Regions from separate parts of the Mus musculus genome. Here region 2 is linked to region 1. Evidence: chromatin contacts called from public promoter capture Hi-C data. All regions are on one chromosome and are shown on one strand. Each heading gives the region's core, a stretch centred on a gene start, on an enhancer-like site or on the middle of the called end of the contact. The rest is flanking DNA. Distances are from core to core; before and after follow the strand shown. Region 1 overlaps Gm31585 (a long non-coding RNA gene). Region 2 has its middle 24 kb from the start of Tor1b.

Region 1 (5,711 bases), core at 3,179-5,678:
GCACACACACTGGTGCACCCACACGGACACTAAAAAAAATAAAACTAAAAACAAAGAACAGACCTGGCAGAGTCTTCCGGAGAATTCGGTGAGAATATTAAATGAGACATGTGCTCATACTCCTGGTGCCTGGCTCGGAGATGCAACACAGCACAGCACACAGCGGCCTCAGCCATCTCTACATCTTGTTCCTGTCTCCTCTGTCCTGTCTCCTCCCATGTGGCCCTTCCGTGCCTCCTCCCCAGCTCCTCAGACCAGGCCCCACTCTCTCTCCTGAGGTTCCTGCTTCCTATTTCATAGAGACAAGCCAATAAGGACACTGTGCCCCACCAGACCCGCCTCATGCTCTAGGACACTTCCTGCCTCTCAAAAAGCATCTAAGAGCTTCCTCAAAGGTCCTCCACCCTCCTCCCTTCAGCCATCACTCCTCCCCAGCTGGAGCTTCATCAAGGATGAGAGTGTGTCAGGCTGCCGCCAGTGCCATCATCTGCCAAGCTCTCTCTCTCTCTGCTCCCTCCATTTTGTTGCACAGCAATATCATGTGCCTGCTGCCTTTGCTGCTTCTCCTCTCTCTCTCCCAGGTCCAAGTGGTCCCCTCCTCCTATGCCACTCATGCTGAGGTCAACATGACCCATCAGTTGGGGGCCCAGAAATCAGTCTGCATCCTCGATGGGCCTTGGCAAAGGCCAACACTCTCTTCTTCACATCCACAAACACTTGCCCATTTCACCCAGCCTCATCCAACCTTATCCAACTATGCCCAACCATGCCCAAGTTTGCCATGTCTCCCACAATCCGTCTGTCAGTTCCTTCCAGCATTTATGACCTTAACACTGGAGTCACCAAGACGCATCCTCGGGGTCTGCTCTGCCCTAAATTTTGTCCCGAAAAGAATGTCCGGGCACACTCTTCAGCCTTTTAGAGAAGAACATTTCATCCCATGACACATCATGAGTGAACCTTAAGGACATTATGCAAAAGGAAATAAGCTAGACACATCTAAAGGACAGATGCCATTACATGCTTCTAGGACCATCAGATTCAGAGAAGCAGACTGGGGGCTTCTGAGAAGCCGGGGAGAACAAGAAGAGCGTGTTTACCAGGTCTGGGAACACGAGAGCCATGACAACAGTGAAACTGCTCCTGCCCCTGAGCTGCCTGCTGAAGAGCCACTAACATGGGGACTTTTGTTCATTCCCTTGTGACTTCCTTTGTTTTCCTGTTGCTATGACAAAATATTTTGACATGCCAAGCATGGTAGTGCACGCCTTTTATCCCAGCACTCCAGAAAGGCGGAGGCAGGTGGATCTCTGTGAGTTCCAGGCCAGCCTGGGCTACATAGTAAGATCCTGGATCAAATAAAAATAACTACCAGAAGAGGGTGTCAGATCTGGGCTGGAGAGATGGCTCATCAGGTAAGAGCACTGACTGCTCTTACGAAGGTCCTGAGTTCAAATCCCAGAAACCACATGGTGGTTCACAACCACCTGTAATGAGATCTGACACCGTCTTCTGGCGCATCTAAAAACCTGGGCGTGGTGGCACACACCTTTAATCCCAGCACTTGGGAGGCAGAGGCAGGTGGATTTCTGAGTTCGAGGCCAGCCTGGTCTACAGAGTGAGTTCCAGGACAGCCAGGGCTATACAGAGAAACCCTGTCTCGAAAAACCAAAAAAAACAAAAAACAAAAAACTGACCGAAGCAATTTAAAGGACCAAGGGCGCATTTCAGCTCACAATCTGGGGTACAGTTCATCAGGTGGCAGGAGCTTGCAGCGGCTGGTCACATGGAGTCCATAATCAAAAACCACAGAAAGATGTGTGCTAGCACTCAGTTTGCTCTTTCTGGGCTCTACTATCTGGGAGTCCACGACCTAGGAAGTGGCTCCACCCATGGTCAGGATGACACCCATCTTCACATCTGTTAACACGGGACAGGCCAGAGGCCATCTCCCTTGAGGTTCTAGACTGTCAAGTTGACTATATAATAACCACCACACGTGGCCTAACTCTGGCTGTGCCCACCCTGTACCACAGGTCTCAGGCTCACCCTGGGCCATCACTGGCTAACCTTATGAATTTGCTGGGTGCTTCTCACACTCTCCCTGTCCCCATCTGTGAAGTGATGGAACTAAGGACCACTACACCCTTCTCACCGGCAAGTGAGATTCGGGCCCCCTTTTCCAGCAGTAACCCTGTATAAGCAGAGATTGAGACTGTGTCTCAAATACCTGCCTTTCTACAGCCATGGCTCATGGGAGGCCCGTGGGTGTAGCGATATTATTCCCTCTGGGTCTCAGTGGTGACACCATGGCCCAGTTTCTGCTTGTGAAGCATTTGTGTGTCTCGCACAGACCCTGAATCCAGAGTTTGACTTCTCTACCTTCTCTTCTTCCTCGGTCCCTTGCTTGTAGCAACAGCTAAACCACTTTCTAGGCTTCTGTGGGCCCAGTCCTGTAGAGACCATGGGACACATGGGGAAATAACACCTGGTTCTGAGATCCTATGACTAAGGTGGGTGTTTGCTCCCACAATGATGGGGCACAGCTCCAACCACCAGCAGGAGAGAATAGAACCCAGGGTGGAGGCTGCCAGAGTCTGAGAACACTCTGAAGGTTCATGCCCTGGGAGCCAAGGGCTCCACTGGCTTTGGCATCCTCGGCCTCTTCCTCTTCCTCCTCCATGGGCACTGGACATGTCTAGGCTGAGAGGATGAAGGAAGTACTGAAGACAGACAGAGTCCTGATGTTGTCCCACACTGGTCTAGCTTACAGGGAAGGACCTGGTGCTGCACAGAGAGATGACATTCCTTAGGACACAGAGGAAGTCAGTAGCTGAAAGGCCTTATGCAGTCTCCCGGCCTCACACCCAGCCCTTTGTCCACTGAGCAAATTTAAGATGCAGGGAGGGGCTGGAGAGGTTGCTCAGTGGTAGAACACTGGCTGCTTATGTCGAGGACCTGGCTTTGTTTCTCAGCACCCACATGGGGCTCAGAACGACCTGGAACTACAGTTCCAGGGGATCTGATGCCCTCTTCTGGCCTCTGAGGGCACCAGGCATCCATATGATACACAGACATACATGCAATCACACACTCGTAAAACAGAAACAAATCTTGAAAACAGAAGAGTCTGTTTGTCATGATAGTCAAAGTGCGGCATAGTGGACTGTGCCAGCAGAGGACTCCCACCCACTGGGAAAGACATCTCCACAAATCATGGTTGCTGGAAGAGGAAAGCCAGGGACAGGAAACAACCTGTGACTCTCAAGGCTGCAAGCACTGAGGAGGGGGGACTCATCTAGGAGCCAAACTCCTAGTCCCCCTGCCATGGGTCCTTAGAGCCAGGAGCACCCCTTATGGGACTGCCAGCCCATCAGCTCTTCACACCTGTCATCAGTTCCAGAAGAGAATGAAATGTCAGGCATGGGGAAGGGCAAGGGGCGGTGACTGCTTCACAGGTACAGAGCCTCACATTCGGGGACATGAGCCACTTCCCTTTCTTTTGACAATTTGATGTTAAAATTTTATAATCATAGCCAGGTGTTGTAGCAAACACCTTTAATCCCAGTGCTTGGGGTGCAGAGGCAGGCGGATCTCTGAGTTCTAGGCCAGCCTGGTCTACAGAGTGAGTTCCAGGACAGCCAGGGCTACACAGTGAAACTCTGTCCCAAAAGAAAAAAAAAAATTACAATCATTAAAATGTATCTGGAGAGGAGAGCACACGTCATACCACAGTCCCTGTGGAGAGGCCAGAGGACAACAAGCAGGAATGGTTTCTCTCCTTCCACCATGTGTGTTCCAGGGCCGGAATTCAGGTCCCAGGCTTGGCAGCAAGCACTTTTATCCACTGAGCCATCTAGTCAGCCCTTCAGTTCTTTTTATTTTGGTAAAATACACATAACACAAAAGTTACTCTTTGAGCCACATTGAGTCTGCAGTTCAAGGTGTTTAATCCACACTTGACTTTTTGAAAACAGAACCTCCTGCCTCCACATCCTGCCCAGGCAGGCCCGGGGAGGGCTGAGCAAGACAATCGCTTGGCTGAGCAGTGAGGAAAAGGAAACAGGAAGGGTCCGGAAGGAAGCGGCTTCCCAGCAGCCTGCTCAGCCCCACCCAAGTCCTGACCAGCCTCAGCCTCCTCCAGGAAGAGTCACCATGCCTCACCTCAACAACAGCTGGGGCTTGCCCCCACCCGCCCCCGCCCCCACCCCCGCCCGCCCCCGCCCCCTCCAAGCAGGAAGCATGAGAAACTTCCCTGGCCTCCACTCTAGTCAAAAGGCAGGTATGGTCAACTTGAAGAGTCCAAGGTTCTCATCCATAAAGTGGGGAGCAGGTGAGAGCTGGATTCCCCAGCCATTCTGAGAGCTTATGTAAAGCAAGCTTGGAGATGCTACCAAGCAGCTTCCGGTGCCAGCGGCATCCCGTGTCAACAGCTTCCGGTGTCAGCGGCTGCTAGCGATGTCACGTCACGGCTGTCATTCTGGCATCTTGTGTGTCCTGGCCGTGGGTCTCGTCAGCATCCCTAGACCAAGTCCTTGAGCTTCAGTAGAAATTCACAGGGTTCACCATGACTCTGGGACCAGCTCATGGCTAGCTCTGTGGCCAAACAAGACACAAGACTGTGAGGGACAAGAGGGGACAGGCAAGGCCTCTGTGCTCTGCCAGACTAATAAACAATAAGTACATTCAGGTGCTTGGGAAGGGTCAGTCAAGCTTCCTGGGGACATGAATGAAGGCGGACAGACAGAAAGATCCAGAGTGGAACCACCGGGCAAAGGCCAGGAGGTGACAAACACCGTGGAATATACAGGAAACAGGACGCAAAGGGAAAGGGTAGGAGAGGGAAGGGTCTGGGGGAGACCAGCGGGTGGGCAGATCAGGGTTTGTGTGTGGCCCAGCGCCATTTTGGCTTTCCTTGTAGGTAGAAGAGGCTGCAGGAATACTTTAGAGTGCTGGCCTATGGTCAGAGGAGACCTGAAGTGTGCAGGCACCACCTCAGGCAGGCATCGTGGGAGAAAGACTTGGAAGAGAAAGAGGCTTCTAAGTGGGTGGGGGGAGCTGGAGAGGTGAACTGGTTAGCAGAACAATGTCCCAAGCGTAACCCCTGGGGCACACAGATGGCTTGTTTCACAGCAGAGAGGAACAGAGGCAGCTCACCAGCCTTTGAGCCGGGGGTTTCTTCTAGTTCATCCGAGTGACTGAGGGACTCTGAGATGGGAAAGCAGGTAACTGAAGAGCAAGCAGGGCCAAAGATCAGGAAGGTAGTCAGGGGGTGGGCTCTCTGCTTGGAGAAAGGTAAGGAGGCTGACCCTTACACACACACACACACACACACACACACACACACACACACACACACGGGGGGGGGGGAACAGAAATAGAAAGAGACTGCAGAAAGAACCCACTGCTAACACACACATACAAGGGGGGGGGACAGAAACAGAAAGAGACTGCAGAAAGAACCCACTGCTAACACACACACACATACACACACAGAGACACACACAGACACACACACGAGAGAAAGAGAGAGAGAGAGGGGGGGGGAGATAGGTGGGGGGGTGGAAGAGACAGAAACAGAGACTGCAGAAAGAACCCACTGCTAACACACACACACAGACACACACGAGAGAGAGGGAGAAACAGACAGAGTGACTGCAGAAAGAACACAGTGCTAACACACACACACACACACACATGCATGCACAAGA
Region 2 (5,492 bases), core at 2,418-4,917, 380 kb before region 1:
GCTGCCGTGCGGGGCTCTGGGAATCAAACCCTGGTCCTAAGCAAGAGCAGCAGGTGTTCTTAACTACTGAAGCATCTCTCTGGTCCCAGCCTCTAACTCTTTTGTACTTTTAAAAAAGATGTATTTATTTTATAACTGTGGGTGTTTTGCTGTGTGCCAGGTGAATGCAGGGCACTCACTGGCCAAGAGTGGGCGGAGCTCAGAGCTGGAGTATCTGTGAATTACATGGTGCTGACTTGGGGGCTGGAGAGATGGCTCAGTGGTTAAGAGCACCGACTGCTCTTCTTAAGGTCCTGAGTTCAAATCCCAGCAACCACATGGTGGCTCACAACCATCTGTAATGAGATCTGACACCCTCTTCTGGTGCATCTGAAGACAGCTACAGTGTACTTAGATATAATAATAAATAAATCTTTAAAAATTATTTTAAAAAAAGAAAAGAAAAAAACATGGTGCTGACTTTAAACTCTGGTCCTTTGGAAGAGCAGTTAGTGCTCTTAATCACCGGCCATTCTCCAGGTTCTTAGACTCAAAGTCTTGATCCTCCTGCTTTCACCTCTGAAGTGCTAGGGTTATGGGTTAGTGAACTCACGGTTTTAAACTGCTTCTACCACCTCTGGATGGATGGATGAGTGGGTGGATGAGTGGGTGGATGGGTGGGTGGATGGATGATGGATGGATGGGTAGATGGATGGGTCGGTGGGAGGTACTTGAAAGGATGGATAGGTGAATGAATAGATGGGTGGGCAGGTGGGTATGAATGGATAGGTGGATGCATGAATGGATAGATGATCTGTTTCAGGCTTTCCTTTCCTTTCTTTTCTTTCTTTCTTTTTCTTTTTTCTTTTCTTTTTTTTTTTTTTTTCTTTTCGAGACAGGGTTTCCTGGCTGTCCTGGAACTCACTTTGTAGACCAGGCTGGCCTCGAACTCAGAAATCCGCCTGCCGATCTCAAGTGCTGGGATTAAAGGCGTGTGCCACCACCTTTTCTGAATCATGGCCATCTCCTATTAAAAACCACATGTCCCATCAGTGCCTGTGCGAATTTGGTTAGAAGATGAGTTTTATGTTTAGAAAAGAGAAACTAGGAGGAGGAGACAGGGGAGGGGCGGGGAGGGGCAGAGAGACAGGGGAGCAGGACACCTGGACAGAGGACTCCCAAGGGAGCATAGGTGTGCAAGCCACAGACAGAGCAACTGAGGAGCGCACTCTCCTCAGCCAGACAGTGGAGTACGTCTGTCTCTGGGCCCAGGTCTGAAATCCTACCCTCAGGTGGCTGAGAGCCTAGGGAGGCCCCCGACAGGGCTGCGGTTCGGATGAGGACAGCGATTGTGCAAGAATGGACAGCCTTGCCCCAGCCTGTGTCTCCCGGCCTGAGTCATAGAGAAAGGAAGGAGACAGCGAAAAGCCCGAAGCCCCCTTGGATATCACGCCGCCAAGGCCTCCAGTGTGACGTGGTGACGTCATCACGGATGAGCTCAGCAGAGACACCTGAGGACAAGGTAAGCGGCCAGCAAGGGCTGGAGGTGGGGTGGGGAGTGTGTGAGCTCGATCTTGGAAAGGCCCCCGTGCTCCCCCTGCTGGAAGCTCAGCCTTTCCGCGACTGCTCCTCTGGGATTCTCATTTCTTTGGTTCCCTCAAGGACTTGCCCGGCTTTCCAGTTGGTGCCTGCTAGCTTTACTTCTCAAACACGCATGCTCATTGCGGGTGGAACTGGGGAGTGTTAATGGCCCGCTTCAACTACCGCCTCCAGCCAGGAGGAAGAGAGTTGTCTTCTGGGATAAAACGAAGTTCGGAAACGCAAGGCCAAGCAGTTAGTTCCCAGAGCTCCCCAATTCCCCAAGTCCCTGAGGATGGCGTTGAGGCAAGCCTTGGCGCTGTCCAGCATTCGTGTCTGGGTCCCTGGCTGTCCGTTGTACTTTGGGGTGGTAGTGTGGATGACAAAGGATGTTTTTGGGTGCCTGCTCCTTTAAGGTAGTTTTGAGAGCCCAGATTGGGAGCCAGACATTCTGGGTGGGTGAATGGGAGCTCCCAGCTGGCCCTGGAAGGAGGCAAACCAGGTGAGTCGCACACATACCTTGCTGACCAACAGCTCCATCTTCCTGGCTCTGTGGGGGATTTCATAGTCATATGTTATCCAGAGCATGTCTTGCTGGTGTGGAGCACAGTCATTGGCTGAGTCATGCCCCTCCTCCAAACTCCAGCTTCCTCATCTCCGGAGTGTGGGTAGGGCTAGGGCGTGGCTCAGTGGATAGAGCGCTGGCCTAGCATATCTGTAGCCCTGAGTTTCACCCCAGCACCTCATAAAGTGTCGCATGCTTGTAACCCTAGTACTTGGGAGGGAGAGACAGAGGTTCAAGGTCATCCTTGACCACAATGCAAGTTCAAGGGCTAGCTGGGGAGTTCTACCTGAAAAACAAAACAAACTAATAAAACCTTAAAGTGAAACCAGCCTGGTGGTACGCACCTTTAATCCAAGTCTCTCTGTCTGGTTGGTCCCTTCTCTGGTGTAGAAAGTGGCTCTTTTCTCTGCTGCTACCAACAGGCTTACAATGGTTCATACATCGCCCGTGGTGGCTTCTGTGGCCAGAACCATATCTGAGGAAGAGCCTGGTCCCAAGTGCAATGAGAGGCCTGCTGGCAGCCAGGGGCTCATCTGGTTGTCACTGAGACACTGGGCTGGGAAGGGGTGGGGTCTTGAGACACCGTGGAGTGGAGTTAGGCGATGGGGAGCCACACACACAGAATGTCTTAAAACCCTAAGGTACCCAGAGAAAGTATGGTCTCCAAGCCCGGGGGTGGAAGAGTCTGAGCCTCTCTGGTTTGTGAAGGCTGACAGCTGCTCTGCTATGGCTGGGGCAGAGAGTCCATGAGACCGCCAGGATAAGCAGACCTCTAGTGGGCATTCACGGTATTGCAGGCAGGTGAGCCAGTCAGCGTTAAAAGCAGTTTTCCAGAGTCGTTTGTGAGTTCATGTCTTTCCATTTAAAATTTATTTTTATTTGTGTGTGTGTGTGTGTGTGTGTGTGTGTGTGTGTGTGTGTGTGTGTGTGTGTGCGTACTTGTCTGAACGTGCACATCATGTATAAAGTGCCCACAGAGACCAGAAGAGGGTGTCAGATTTCCCTGGGACTGGAGTTAGGGGATGTTTGAGTCATCATGTGGGCTCAGGGAACTGAACTTAGGTCCTCTGCAAGCAAGGCAGTGCTCTTTCCCGCTGAGCCGTGTCTCTGTACCAGCTGCTCACAGCTCTAGTTCCTCGTGGTCTATTTGGGCCCATCCCGCCTACCTTCCCATCAGGGCTTCAGAGGAGCACTGGGTGCTGCCATAGGTACCCACTGCTACCTGTGACCAGGTGCTCTCTGCTGTCCAATCAGCTGCACCACGGTGACAGGAGCATGAGTCCTTACAGGGACAATTCCTCATGGCTGCTGGTCTGGGGAAACATATGTCCATCTGGGTATATAAAAGAAATGATGTGTCATAGGGACATGGCAGAGGCCTGAGTTCTGGGCCTTGTCCAGTATATGGTTTGGCTGCCTGCCTGTTAGCCAGGTTTTGGGAGAGCTCTGAAGCCTTCTCTGTCTTCTTCCCTACTACTGCACTGTTGTGGGTGATCACGCGCATCACACATGTGTTCCCAGCCCTTTGGCCTCTATCAGTTCTGACTGTGTGTGTTCCCCGGATGACCCTGTGGGAAGGGCACCAGCCTCACCCAGCTTGGGGAGTGAGGCGTTGTGTAACTCCCCCCACCACCACCACCAAATTTCCCTCCTCTGGCTTGCTGCTAAAGATTTGAAATGTAGGGACATTTGCAAATGAGCCAACTTCCTGAGTGTCTCAGCGGCTGCTGAGTGTTTGTTGATGCTAGGTAAGTGTTGGGGGACTCATTTCCGGCCCCCTGTGGCTGGCTAGATTGGATACAAGCTCATCCTCTGTGTAAGAGCTTAGCCTCAGGAAGGAACATGGCCTAGTTGAATCTCAGTTCTTAAAATAGCAACAGCAGAGTGTGGAGTAAAGGGCTTGCCACACAGGCCTGAGGATCCGAATTAGATCCCCAGGGGCCGTGTGTAAAACCAGTGTGATGGTGCGTGGCTGGAACCCCAGCACTAAGAAGGGGAAGACAGACAGATGCCTGGGGATCCCCGGAGCTCCAGCCAGCCAGCCTCAAATCAGAGAGCTCCAGGCTCAGTGAGAGTCCTTGTCTCAAACAATAACGTGGAAGAGCTGGAGTGGTGGCTGATGGGCGAGAGCACTTTTACCGCTGTTACACAGGCCCTGGGTTTGGCCGGAGGGTCACGACCGCCTGTACCTCCAGCTCCAGTGGACTGTATACCCCCAGCAAGCACCCACACATGTGGCACACACTCAGCTAGATATAGGCACGGAAAATTCAACTTCAGCCCCTGGCCTCTGCGTGCATGTACACACCAGGCATGTGCACAGACATGTACACACACACACACACACACACACCAACAGCAACAGCAACAATAACTAACCCTTAGGACACTCACAACTCCTGCAGAGCCTGGAACATCCCACGAGAGTGAGAGGCCAGCTACTTTCATGCATGTTTTATAGACAGAAGCTGAGGCTCAGAGAGGCACACTATATAGGAACTAGATGTTGGATCCGACATGGGCTCCTTCTTGCTTCTCAGCCAACTCAAACCCAACAGCTTGAGTTTGACCCTGGGACCCACATGCTGGAAGGAGAGAACTGATTCCTGCAAGCTGTCCTCTGCCTTCCATACTCCAGCTGTGGCACTCACCCCTCCCCCATAAAGTAAATAAAAATATCGATTTAATGTATAGTATAGTCAGAGGAAAATAATGTTTCACACGGAAACACCTTCCAGCTGGCACAGTTATTGCTGATGGGCATTTGAGGAGCCTCAGTTTGTCATTACAGAGCCCTGCTCTGCCCATGATGGCCATCACAAGTCAGACGTGGTCATTGAGTACCCAAAACAGAGTGAGTCCAGGAAGCCAGTGGAGATACGTGAGCACGAAACTCACGCTAGGTTTCCAGACTTTACGTTAAAAAAAAAAAAAAAAGTAAAATAGTCAAGAATGTCAACACTCAGGGAGCTGAGGCAGGAGGATTGCTACAAGTTCCAGGCTACTTTACAGTAAGAGACATACAGCCAGAAGGCCCCGCTCATGGACGTCATTGAAACAGGGAGATGACCTTAAAGACTCAATGGCAACTCCCACCAGCAGGGCTGAGACAAGGCTCACTAGATGCAGCTCACTAACTCCAGGGCAGGAGTTAGAGCTCATCCTGGTGATGGTTCATCGGTGTCAACTGGATCCGGGTCCGACCAACAGTCACACCTCTGTGTGGGTCTGTGGGAGCATGCTCTAGAAGGATTGCTCCAGTTCAGCGCTGATATAAACAGTCTGGAGGAAAGCTGCCCTCCTTCCACAGGACACTTGTGGCTGAGGGAATGTGTTCTGTCACTACTTTCTCTGGCTAACGCCAGAACCC

Evidence for each region. Promoter capture Hi-C pulls out the DNA fragments that hold promoters and counts their contacts.
Region 2: a contact with region 1 is called in a promoter capture Hi-C map of embryonic stem cells, with 2.8 times the contacts expected there. The contact joins two enhancer-like sites. A contact is called at or near these places in 7 of 39 promoter capture datasets (the HPC-7 cell line, HPC-7-derived erythroid cells, embryonic stem cells and 4 more), 1 of 484 Hi-C or Micro-C datasets (neural progenitor cells) and 2 of 115 datasets of contacts at active chromatin or transcription factors (bone marrow-derived dendritic cells and embryonic stem cells).

Annotation. Positions count from the first base shown.
Region 1 is chr2:30,546,363-30,552,073 of GRCm38.p6, reverse strand. It overlaps Gm31585 (a long non-coding RNA gene), which reads right to left. Exons shown (of 3, transcript XR_374225.3): 2 at 5,158-5,229; 3 at 4,230-4,596. Among named protein-coding and RNA genes, the nearest start is that of Gm31585, 4.7 kb to the right of the region's middle. Within about 2 kb of position 4,428, at least 72 of the 459 cell types and tissues checked have an H3K27ac peak or open chromatin away from gene starts, as enhancers often do. A contact at or near this core is called in embryonic stem cells, where this site is marked.
Region 2 is chr2:30,925,771-30,931,262 of GRCm38.p6, reverse strand. It overlaps a transcript of Ptges not described here. Among named protein-coding and RNA genes, the nearest start is that of Tor1b, 24 kb to the left of the region's middle. Within about 2 kb of position 3,667, at least 92 of the 459 cell types and tissues checked have an H3K27ac peak or open chromatin away from gene starts, as enhancers often do. A contact at or near this core is called in embryonic stem cells, where this site is marked.